Regions from separate parts of the Mus musculus genome. Here region 1 is linked to region 2. The links are chromatin contacts, called in public HiChIP or PLAC-seq maps. All regions are on one chromosome and are shown on one strand. The core of a region is the stretch at or near the end of the contact, and the rest is flanking DNA. Distances in the headings are between cores, read along the strand shown. Region 1 holds the start of Ipo7 (importin 7). Region 2 overlaps Dennd5a (DENN/MADD domain containing 5A).

The links. HiChIP or PLAC-seq counts read pairs in DNA pulled down with a chosen protein or histone mark.
Region 1: a contact with region 2 is called in an H3K27ac HiChIP or PLAC-seq map of embryonic stem cells, with 17 read pairs. The contact joins the promoter of Ipo7 here to the enhancer-like site in region 2. A contact is called at or near these places in 3 of 484 Hi-C or Micro-C datasets (CD4 T cells, the HL-1 cell line and erythroid progenitors), 9 of 115 datasets of contacts at active chromatin or transcription factors (the 230-238 cell line, CD8 T cells, bone marrow-derived macrophages and 4 more) and 3 of 9 other capture datasets (adipose tissue, liver and pancreatic islet).

The regions. Positions count from the first base shown.
Region 1 is chr7:110,014,336-110,020,561 of GRCm38.p6, reverse strand. It overlaps Ipo7 (importin 7), which reads right to left and starts at 2,247. Exons shown (of 25, transcript NM_181517.5): 1 at 2,054-2,247. The coding sequence starts at 2,137.
Region 2 is chr7:109,942,655-109,948,734 of GRCm38.p6, reverse strand. All of the region lies in intron 1 of Dennd5a (DENN/MADD domain containing 5A), which reads left to right. Among named protein-coding and RNA genes, the nearest start is that of Dennd5a, 15 kb to the left of the region's middle. Within about 2 kb of position 3,919, at least 41 of the 459 cell types and tissues checked have an H3K27ac peak or open chromatin away from gene starts, as enhancers often do. A contact at or near this core is called in embryonic stem cells and liver, where this site is marked.

The sequences.
Region 1 (6,226 bases), core at 998-3,497, 73 kb before region 2:
GTACATGGGCTAGGAAAGCTGAGACAGAAAGATTACCCAGGAATCTGAGGCCAGCTTGGGTTAAGGGGTAAAACCCTGTCCAAAAAACAAAACTAAGCAAAAAAACTAGGAATGCAGTAACTGTTCACAGAATTTCACATTTGAAGTAAACATTTACCCAATCTTTATGTAAAAGAAATCAATTCTTTTAAAAAACAAATTTAAGAGCCCTGTGTATTCATGACAGAAATACCTAGGACAAAACTTTCAGGTTTTCTAGTATCTGGAAAGGAAACAGTCTCACTCTGCAGCCCAGGCTGGCCTGAAACTCCTGAGCAATCTATCTTCCTGCCTCGCCTCAGCATTCATTGTGCTGGGATTATAGGTGTAACCACATGATACTTGTTTTTATTACATGTATTAATATTCCATAAGCAGAATAATATTCATTGTACAGAAAATCCATCTAAAACAGAACAATTGATCCATTAACTTCTTGTATGATTTAATTACATTTTAAAGAGACAGTTTGTTTCACTTTACCATTTTACATCCCAAAGTAAGCTCTTGCCTAGGTGACTTTGGATCTAAAAATTTCAGTATACTATGATCCTTCAGCATGGTCTCATTTACATATAAATGACCTTTTCATTGTGAAATAATTTATTTGAACTGTGGGTGGTCTTGGATAACTGTAAATTCCTTGAAGGCAGGGTTATCTTTACTGCATGGTAAACTTGAGATGCTCAATTAATAGTCTCCCTGATGTTTCCTCTAAGTCAATGCTTTAAGATTTCTTTTCTTTTCTTTTTTGTTTTTTAAGAGACAGGGTTTCTCTGTATAGTTCTGGCTGTCCTGGAACTCACTTTGTAGAGCAGGCTGGCCTGGAACTCAGAAATACTCCTGCCTCTTCCTCCCAAGCGCCGGGATTAAAGGCGTGCACCACCACCGCTCGGCTAAGATTTCTTTAAACAAGGGTTTCTTTTTGCATTAAAAAAAAAAAAAGATACTTATATGTGTGTATAAAGCGTGCATATACAATTTAGTATTTGTGTATATGCAGTATACATATATATGTATATGAACACACACACACCAAAACACTGAGACTCAAAGAGACCTTACAGAGGCCTTTTTATAAACCTATTAAATTCTTACTAATATATAAAATAGCCAAGTTCAGAAAAAAAGAACGCTGATGAAATCAGTACAATAGAATATCAATATAACAGTTTTCCAAGGGGCACTGCCCAAAACACGTGGAAGAGAAACCAACTCTCCACTAATGTTGCATATGAAAGCTCTATAGGCTCTAGATTATCTCACTTGACCATCACAGCAACCGTACGGCCTAATTTCATGAATGAGTACAACTCAGGATCTGGAGGTGAGACTTGCCCAAGGTCACTCACTCCAGAAATCATTGAGGCTGCTATACCTAGAAGGTCGCACTTTATCTGACCCGTTCCACTACATCATCCCGCCTCCCAACTGTGGTACTAGGACAGTACCAGAGCGGGGATCGCACAGTGTAACCCACACTACCCCTGCCCTACCAGATCTGAAATCTGTCCCTAGCACCTCGCCGGCGAGAAGAAAGTTGTACCGGACAGGCAGGTCACTGATCCGCCAAGAGCACACACAAGGCTGTCAGGCGCAGCCCCCAGTGGACTAGCTAGCCTCCCCAGGAACCCCGGCCGACCGGGCGCCGGAAAGACTGGTCTGGGACACATCTCTACACCCTCCCAGTTTGTCTCGCCCCCTCCCGAGAGCAAACTGGGAGACAGCCAGAGGGCGGCGGGCCACGGGAGCCGGCCATGTGTCCAGACCGTCACGCCCGCCTAGCTCGGCCGGCTCCACACGCCCAGACCCGGGCCAGAGGCCCACTCGGAAGCCGACCGAGTGGCGGCCTGGACGCCGCGTCCCCACAGTGGAGCCTGGCACGGCGGTCAGATCTCCGCCCAACCTCTCCAAATGGGCTCGTCGGAGCTGTGCTCCGCGTCTCCAGCCAGGCCTGGAAGTCTTGGCCTGCCGGCCCACAAGCCCGCAGCAGCCGCTAGCCGGCCGTCCTTACTTCATTGAGCTGGCGCTCAGCGGCCTCGCGCAGGGCTGGGTCCATGGTGCCCCGGAGGGCCTCGATGATGGTGTTGGGATCCATCGCCGCGCGGTCGGTCAGACCCGGGACACCGGTGCTACTGAGGCAGAAATAGCGCCACTCACTGCGCACATGGACCGGCCGCGCTCCGCAGCGGCAACCGGCGCGAAAGGAAAGAGAAGCGCCAAGGCCCCGGATAGAACCTTCTCGCCTCGGCGTGGAGGCGGGAGATGCTCCGGCCACTTCCTGTCAAGTCTCCGGCGGAGCACCCTGGGAAATGTAGTCCCCAAACGCGGACACGGCCCACGTGGCTGGCTCCCACTGTAGTCAGTGAAAGGGACAACGTTCAAACGCCACAAAGAGAAAAGTAAAATAGTTACAAAATTTTATATGATATCCCTAGAGAATCTCAAGAAGTGTGTGATGCAATACGTTGTTACTAACTGTATAATTAAAAGAAATTTCTGTTTTGTTTTTGTTTTGTTTTTTGGTTTTTTGAGACAGGGTTTCTCTGTATAGCTCTGGCTGTCCTGGAACTCACTTTGTAGACCAGGCTGGCCTCGAACTCAGAAATCCGCCTGCCTCTACCTCCCAAGTGCTGGGAGAGTGCTGGGATTAAAGATATGCGCCACCACGCCCAGCTCTGTTTTGTTTTTTGAGACAGGCTTTTGACCTGAACTTGTTGCAATACCACTGCCTGAGCCTCCCAGATGGAACTTTCTCAACAATGATTTGAGATGAGTTTCTAAATGCCATAAAAACTGCTCCACTTTGATTCATTAATCTCATTTTGTAAGACTTTATCCTATATATTGAAGTTGTGCCTTATTAATGAGTGTTCAAATCTCAGCTACGTCATTATATAAATTATTTCTAAATTCAGAATAAATGCATAATGTCCATTAAAACTCCCTGTGTATGGATATTTAAACCTCTAATTCAGTAGTTCTCATCTTGTGGGTCTGTGGATCGTGACCCCTTTGTTGAATATCAGCTATCCTCTGCATATCAGATATTTACAGTATAATTCATAGCAGTAGCAAAATTGCAGTTATAAAGTAGCAATGAAAATGCTACTATCATGGTTGGGAATCATCATAATATAAGTAACTATATTGAAGGATTGCAGCAGTGAAAATATTGAGAACTACTGTCATACATCTCAAATCATTTTACCTTTAGAAATCAAATCAATTTTCAATTAGAATCTAAGGGAAGCTATATACTGAGCTTCAGGCAGGCCTGAGCTACAATGTTTGAACCTGTCTCACAAAGGAGCAACAGGGAGCTGTAGAAATGACTCAGTGGTTAGGACCTTATGTTCTTGAAGAAAGCAGGAATTCAGTTCTCTGTGTACAACATACTGTCCTTAAATTTGTAATCCTGCTCCACCCCACAAGTGCTGTACTACCATACTTGATTATAAATTCTCATGAAATAAGAATATTTTGGCCGGGCGTGGTGGCGCATGCCTTTAATCCCAGCACTTGGAAGGCAGAGGCAGGTGAATTTCTGAGTTCGAGGCTAGCCTGGTCTACAGAGTGAGTTCCAGGACAGCCAGGGCTACACAGAGAAACCCTGTCTTGAAAAACCAAAAAAAAAAAAAAAAAAAAAAAGAATATTTTGATTTTTTGCTTTAAATTCCTGCACTTAGAAGGCAGAGGTAGTCAGAATTCTGTGAGTTTAAAAACCAACCTGCTATACATATCAAGTTCTGCCTGGCTGCATACCCTGTCTCAAAAAAACAAACAAACAAAAACAAAAAGACCCTCAAAACAAAACTGTATTTACTTCTTATGGTTCTAATGTGTGCAGTGGCTGAAGTGATGTCTTCTCAATTCTCAGATTACTCATTTTGTCCCCCTTGAAACTTTCTTGCTCCATCTGGTATTTTGTTTCTGTCAATGGTGTTTATTCTTCATAGTTTTGTTTTTGTTTCCAGACAGGGTCTGGAACCAAACTCAGACTCAGGCTGGTTCAAATTCATTATGTTACATGACTTGCCTTAAACCAGTGATCCTCCTGCCTATCCCTTCTAAGCATTGAGAAGGCCAGGTAATGATTAATTCCATGTTGGATATTGTACATGTTACATGTCTGAGTGAGTTGCCTTATCTCTCTTTATGAATAAATGCATTGTCCAGATGAGCAGGTGGATTGTTTACAGTTCAGTAAAATACTTCCAGGTTTGGTTTCATGGGGTTTTTTTTGTTTTGTTTTTGATTTTTGAGGTTTTTCTTTGTTTGTTGTTTTGTTGTGTTATTAATTTTTGAAGCCGGTTTGCACATAGACCATTCTGACCCTCCACCTATCCGTACTGATGAATGACCTATTTTCTGCCTTTATCTTCAGCGTGATGGGATTACAGGTGAATACTATTATGTAGTCAGAATGAGAAATGGCCACAAGAATCAGGCATTTGAACACTTGGCCCCCAGTTGGTGGCACTGTTTGGAGATTTTTATGAGGTGCAGCCTTGATGAAGAAAGTATGTCACTGGAGACAGGGATGGGGGCCTTGGGAGTTGTTTACAGTAAATAAACCCTACCTACCTGCAGTCTTTGTACCTGCTTGGTGCTCTAGAAATTGGGGGTGTGAGCAGCTTCCTTCTAGCTGTCATGCCTCTACTCTGCTATGAACAACAGCCAAAACAAAGGCTTCCTTCCTTACGTTGCCTTCCATTACAGCAACACAAAACTAAGGAATACAATCACAATCAGTTTATTTGATTCTGGGGATCAAAGTTTCTGCCTGCTAAACAAGCACTCTGCCAACTAAACTACATCCCCAGCCCCAACTGTTTTTTTAAAGATTCTTTTAAAAAATTACTTAAACAAACAATATACATGGAGCTGGAGTGAGGAGCAAGTTCACATACAGGAGTGCAAGTTCCCTCAGAATCCAGAGGTGTTGGAGCTCCTGGAGCAGGAATGACAGGCAGTTGTTAACCACCTGACATGAGTGCTGGGAACCAAACCCAGGTTCTCTGAAGAGCAGTACACACTCTTAACCATTGAGCCCTCTTCCTAGCCTTTATCTGTCTATCTATCTATCTATCTATCTATCTATCTATCTATCTAGGGTCTTGTGCTGGCTAGTCTTCTGTCAACTTGACACACAAACTAGAGTTATCTGAAAGGAGGTTGCCTCAGTTGAGAAAGTGCCTCTATAAGATCTAGCTGCAAGTGTAGAGAGCTCTTGGTGCCACTTCAAGGATTTTGGCAAGAATTTGACCTTGGGCTAGGACAAGAAAGTAGGCTCAATATCTTGATCATCTTGATAAGATCCTGAATATGATGGGGCCTTTGTTAATGCTGTGTTTGTTCTTTGTACCAGAATGATATAAAAGCAGACTTGGAAAAATGAAACCCATTTCAGCACTTGTTGGAGTCATACCATAATGTTGCCTGCTGGCAGCCTATATAAAGGACTTATAAAAAGGAAGTTAACTTGCTTTTTCCTTGGTTGCTACTGCTGGTAAATTCACTCTTTACTGGTATTAGTGCCTACTTCTTTGGGATTCCAGCGTATGCTGAAGAACAGCTGAGACCTGCAACCTCATGGACTTAACAACTACTGGATTCTTGGACCTTCCAGTTGTAGACAGCCATTGTTGGACTAGTTGGACCATAGCCTGTAAGCTACTTTAATAGCTCCTCTTCTTCTTCCCTCTGTCAAAGAGACACTGGAGTGGGGGGAAAGGGAGAGGGAGAGGGAGATGGAGAGGAGGAGGGAGAGAGAGAGGTTGAGTCATTCTATAAGTTCTGTTCCTCTAGAGTGTTGGGAGCCATTAAGACAACACAATTGTCCTGATCTCTGAATTGGGCCTCTCCCCCCCCCAGAAGAAAAGGGGGTCAAAAGAGGGCCACAGACACAACGATTCTGAGAACAACCACAGATTGTTCCAGCCCTAAATCATCTCCAATGTCCTGACCACACCCTGATACCACCAAGTTCCTGCTTCCCGGTGTAGCTGCCAAAAGAAAAAATTTCTATTGCCCCCCCACCTCACTGATAAGTACTTCTCCATTTGCTTGTATTGCCCCATCCCTCCCGCTGATAAGTACCTGTACTTCCCCTTTTGCTTGTGCATTTAAACCTTCGGCCTGGCTAATACATTGGGGTCTTGATGTAATTCAGAATGTTTCCGTG
Region 2 (6,080 bases), core at 2,670-5,169:
CATCTCTCCAGCACCAAGTTCCTGAATTCTTAAGTTGAAACCCAGAGTCAAACTTGACACTGAGTATTGATGAGAGGAACATTTTGTTTTGGAGTCTGATTATTTTATGATTTATACATTAAAGAGATGAACATGTATTTATCTTGCTACATAGCCTAGACTTTACTCTCAACTCCTCTATTCTCTTGCGTTGGACTGTGGTGTGCTGTGATTACAGGCTTACCCCACTAGGCCTGGCTGTGTATCTAATGGTTCTATTTAGCCAGTTCTATTGACTCAGTCACCTCTCCACTCCCATGTCCCTGTTAGGGATTGAACTCACAGCCTTGCATCTACCAGGCCACCACTCTTAACCCATGCACAGCACCCCCAGCACTGCCCAGTTTCTTGCTGAGAAATATATGTATATATAGCCTTTGGAATTTGCCTTACTCACTGGTGCTGCTTTAAGGGAATACTATAAAGTGCACACATGCATTTCTCACAGCCATGTAGCTTGGGAAACCCAGCTCAAAGTGGTTTGTGCATAGTTTTCTTGTATCTGCTTGTAGCAGAAGGACAAATGAGCTAACTAATTTAAGCCTCGTTTATTTTGGCATTGATCCTATTAAAGAGAGCAGCCCTCCTGGCCCAGTTACCTCTTTTTTTTTTTTTAAGTTTAAAAAGGGGGGGGGGGCGGCTGTTAAGGGCACTGACTGCGTTTCTGAAGGTCCTGAGTTCAAATCCCAGCAACCACATGGTGGCTCACAACCATCCATAATGAGATCTGATCCCTCTTCTGGTGTGTGTGTCTGAAGACAGCTACAGTGTACTTATGATATAATAAATAAATAAATCTTAAAAAAAAAGATTTATTTATTATTATATGTAACTACACTGTAGCTGTCTTCAGACACTCCAGAAGAAGGAGTCAGATCTCATTAGAGATGGTTGTGAGCTACCATGTGGTTGTTGGGATTTGAACTCGGGACCTTCGGAAGAGCAGTCAGGTGCTCTTACCCACTGAGCCATCTTACCAGCCCTAAATAAATCTTAAAAAGAAAAAAAAGGTAATTTCATGTAGCTGACCTTTTGCTATGGTGACCTTGAACTTCTGATCCTCCTGCCTATTTCTTCCAAGAACTAGGACTCCTAATCATCTGTTAATGGTCCCAGTTCTTAATACTGTCACATTAACAACATCTTATTTTGGAGGGGATACAGTGAGACTGTAACAGAAATACAACATATGTAGAGATAATCATCTGCTGAACTGACAATAATTTGCTAAGCCCTATATGTCTATATAGTGTTCAATGCCTAGTTTGGCGTTGTCCACTTTCCCCCATTTCTCATGTTCGTGTGAAGACTGTTTTTTTTTCCCTTGCATTTCTGTCTTTTGAAAAGTGCTACACTTGTGACTCTGTGTAGAAGAATGTGTTTTATGTTGGTTGACTGATCTAGCTTGGTTGGCTTTGCTGCTTGGTTATGAGTGTGTGGTGCACTTAGTCAAGGGCATCAACTCAGTTACTTTCCATAAGGACAATTTTTGTACTGGACTCAGCTGACCATCCTGCTCACAAGTACACTGTAGTCCCAGGGAAGTGAGAAAGTGGGGTTACCAGCCTTGTTATCATAGAAAATGAACAGTGATTCTTAATTGACATCATCAGATGCCATCCATCCTCATGTTGAGGTCAGGAAAGGACAGTGCAGCAAATTTAAACTAGCTGAGTTCACACAGAAGAATTAGAAACATGTTCTTGTCTCTAAAATCCCCTGTCACACACATTTGTACTGAAATGCCAGCTTAGTGATGGGGCTCTGGCTTCCAAAGCTGTGTGTGACACAACCCTGCTCTCTCTTTCTCTCTTTGGGGGTGGGGTGGGATGGACAGCTAGGTATAGTATTCTGAGGAGTTACACATATTAATCATAACTGTAGGCAGTGGTGATAATGAAGCTGACCAAGACAACTGACAGAAAAAGGCACTTATTTGGGGCTTACAGTTGCAGAAGATTAGAGTTCATGATGATGTATTTGAGGTAGCAGCCAAGAGCTCACACACAAGAAGGGAGAGCCAACTAAGCCGGGCGGTGGTGGTGCACGCCTTTAATCCCAGCACTTGGGAGGCAGAGTCAGGCAGATTTCTGAGTTCGAGGCCAGCCTGGTCTACAGAGTGAGTTCCAGGACAGCCAAGGTTATACAGAGAAACCCTGTCTCAAAAAACAAAAACAAAAACAAAGAGAGAGAGAGCTCACTAGAAATGATGTGAGGCTTTTGAATCCTCAGAGCTGCCCCCAGCAACATACTTCCTCCATCAAGGCCATGACCCCTAATTCTCTCCAAATGGTCACCATCATCTGGGGACCTAGTATTCAAATGTCTGAAGCTCACGGGGGACTCTCACTCAAATGACCACAGATGCGTCTTTAATGTAGAGTATCTTGTAGGCAGTAATTGTCCAGAAAACCTAAAAGTTGGGCTGGGATGTGTTACTCGAAGAGCACTTGCTTAGCATGCACAAAACCCTAGCTGAGTCCCCAGCACATGGATGTGAACAACCACCACAAAGTTAGTATTTATTGATTTTCACTCCTCATTTAGCTATTATTTATAGAAATTTGAAGATCTTGTAATCACTGTTTGAGGCACACAAGTCATGTCAGTGAGTGAAATTCTCTTTATGGAGCTCTTTTAAGTGGAGAGAGATATATTAAAAATTTAACATAGCTTGGCCTGGTGGTGCACACCTTTTATCCAGCAGAGGCAGGCAGATCGAGGCTAGTCTGGTCTACAGAGTCTACAGAGAGAGAGTTCCAGGACAACCTGGGCTACACAGAGAATCTGTCTCAAAACCAAATAAATAAATAAATAAATAATAAACTAAATATAAGGTCAAGGCAAGAAGATTGAGAGCTCCAGGCTAGCCTGGGTTTCATAGTAAATTCTAGTCTGGGCTACATCTAAGAGTTTGTTTAAAAGAGAAAGAAAAGGAAAGAAAAAAGAACACTCTAAATAAGTAGCATGTAGTGTGTAAGGGGTGGAAAGGGTTGACAGGATCAGGAGTGTTAGGCCAGGGTGGATGTGGATATTCAATACTTTACTTTGAGAAAGAGGGCCATGTAACCCAGGCTGGCACACATTCTTGACCATTTCATGCCTTATTCTCTAAAATGCTGCATCCCCACCACAGCACACACAGACACAGACACACACATACATACACACACACATACACACACACACACACACAAACACACATACACACACACACACACATACATACACACAGTTTCTTTGTAGACTGGGCTAGCCTTGAACTCACAAAGACTCACCTGCTTTTGCATCCCAAGCGCTGGGAGTAAAGGTGTGCACCAACCCTGCCTGGCTGTGTTATGTTCTTCAACAGAACTGTTCAAAGGGTGAGTGAGGCTAGAGTGAGGCTAGTGAGTGAAATTATCAATATGATGGTGGGTGTTGTAGACCAGTGTTTTTCATTGCGTGTGTGCTCTGGACCAATTACAACAGCTCCCAGAATTTACTACAAAAATAAAATTCAATCCAGTGACCTGTTGGATTATATTTACCACCCGCCACCCACCTCCAATCTTTTTTTTTCCCATCTAGGTAAGGTCACATGTTTTTCAGGCTGTTATTGAACTGGAGACATCACTGTGTTAACCTCCTGAATTCCTAGGATTTCAGATGTATGCCAGAGAACCTGGCCGGGCTACATATTTTGCCTTTAGAAACAGAAAATTTGGGAGTGGGGCTTAGAAACCTATATTTTATCAAACTAACCAATCCCTGATGTATATACTATACTAATTATGAGAGCGTGTCCCATTCCCTTTTCAGTGATCGGGATTGACCCCAGGACATTGTGCATGCTGAGTAAGCACTCTGCCACAGTTTTGGCAACAGTCGGGAATGAAAGCTCCATATTTACTTAGCCACTTGTTCTTCAGGGAGGCTGGGACTGAGGAAGGAACGGCAGTGTTGGGCTTTGGGGCTGGTTACTCCTGCTTCACTTGCAGTTCTGAGGCTGAGAATGGCAAACTAGTCAGAACTAGTTTGTAGGATTGCGGGAGGGAGAAAGTAAATCCAATGCACATGGAATTATAGGGGCAAGTGAGGCTGTGCTAAGGGAGTGCTATAGAAGCCTTACCTTTTTTCCTTTATTATTGAAATTAGTGAGTCATTCAGCACCATCTCACTTCCTGCCATCCTCCTTTCAGCCTCTTCTGTGAATCTTAGCTCATCAGATTCTCTGTCAACACCAGAGCTGGAGAGAGAATGCAAGGTGCACTGTGAAACAAACCAGAAAAGAAGCAGACAGGAGGATCTGTGTGCTAGAGATCAGCCTGTGTACGCAGCAGCTCCAGGACTGTCAGAGCTATACAGTGAGACCTGCCTTGGGGTAGGGGTAGGGGAAGTCATCATTATGTAAAATAACATTTATGTATTTTAAAAAAATAAAATATTGAGGACTTGGCCTGGGCATGTAGCCATCTTGGTAGAGTTTTTGCATAAAGCCCCGGGTCTTATCCCTAGCACACTGCTCTAACTTCTGTGCTGGCACACACTGGCACTGAAAAGGCAGAGGCAGGAGGATCAGAAGTTTAAGGGTCATTCTCAGCTACATAGCAAGTTTAAGGCTAGCCTGGTCTAAAAGAAAAAAGCAGACAATCAAATCCAAAAACAAAAAAAGATTCAAGTAGGTTTTAAAGCACACACTTCTCATGGGAACTTTGTAATTACAGAACTGAGAAGTAAATCTATTCCTTTATCCAGAATCAAGCTCTGGAAGCATTCTGATGTAATTACGGTTTCTTTGGTATTTGTACTTTGTTTTTTGTTTTTGAGTCCTTTGTACACTATATGATTCTATATAGTCTTGTAACTCACTATGTAGACCAGGCTGGCCTTGTACTCACAGAGATCCATTAAAGTTGCACACCACCACACCTGACAAATTTGAAGGTTTTATCTCAGAAAAAAGTAAACACCAACACTGAGTGTATAACTTGATATATGTTACATGCACATACATGTGTGCATGTGGTCACAGCCCAGCTAGATGGTGTCAGGTTTTGTTATATGTGTGTGCATGCATATTAATTAAGTTTTATGGGTGATTTGCCTGTATGTTTGCCTGAGAGTGTCTGATTCTCTGGAATCGGAGTTATAGACAGTTGTGAGTCACCATGTATGTGCTGGAAATTGAAGCCCAGCCCCCTAGAAGAGCATTCAGTGCTGTTAACTGTTGAGCTATCTCTCCAGCTCTCTCACTAGCAGTTTTGACATAAACATAACTGTTTCTCTCTGCTTGTGTTGGCTAGTTTTATGTTAAGTCGACATAAGCTAGAGTCATTGGAGAGGAGGAAGCCTAAGTTGAGAAAATACCTCCATAAGATCAGGCTGTAGGCAAGCCTGTAGGGCATTTCTTAATTAATGATTGATGTGGAAGGGTCCAGCCCATTGTGAGTGGGGCTGCCCTTCAGCTGATGGTTCTGAGTTCTGTAAGAAAGCAGGCTGACAGTCCATAGGGGAGCAAGTCAGTAAGCAGCATCCTTCCATGGCCTCTACGTCAGCTCCTGCTTCTAGGTTTTGAGTTTCTGTCCTGTGATGTGGAGCTGTAAGCTCAGTAAACACTTTCCTCCCCAACTTGGTGTTTGTCCCAGGATTAGTAGCCCTAACTAGGACAATGCCTCTAATGTGTTATTGCTTTTTAAAGAACATTTCCAGTTGTCTGAATTTAATCATTAGTGAAGCTGAGCCTTCCCCCCTGTATTCCTTACAGTTTTTTTACATTTCTTTGTTTTGTGTACTTTGTTCACATTTTTATTATGGTTTTGATTTTTTTTTTTTTTTGGTTTTTTGAGACAGGGTTTCTCTGTGTAGCCCTGGCTGTCCTGGAACTCACTTTGTAGACCAGGCTGGCCTCGAACTCAGAAATCTGCCTGCTTCTGCCTCCCAAGTGCTGGGATTAAAGGTGTGCACCACCACGCCCAGCTGTAAATTTGATCTAAGTTGGAATAACATAGTGAGATTCTTATATTTTTATTGCGTTATCAGTATATATTTGTTATAATTTC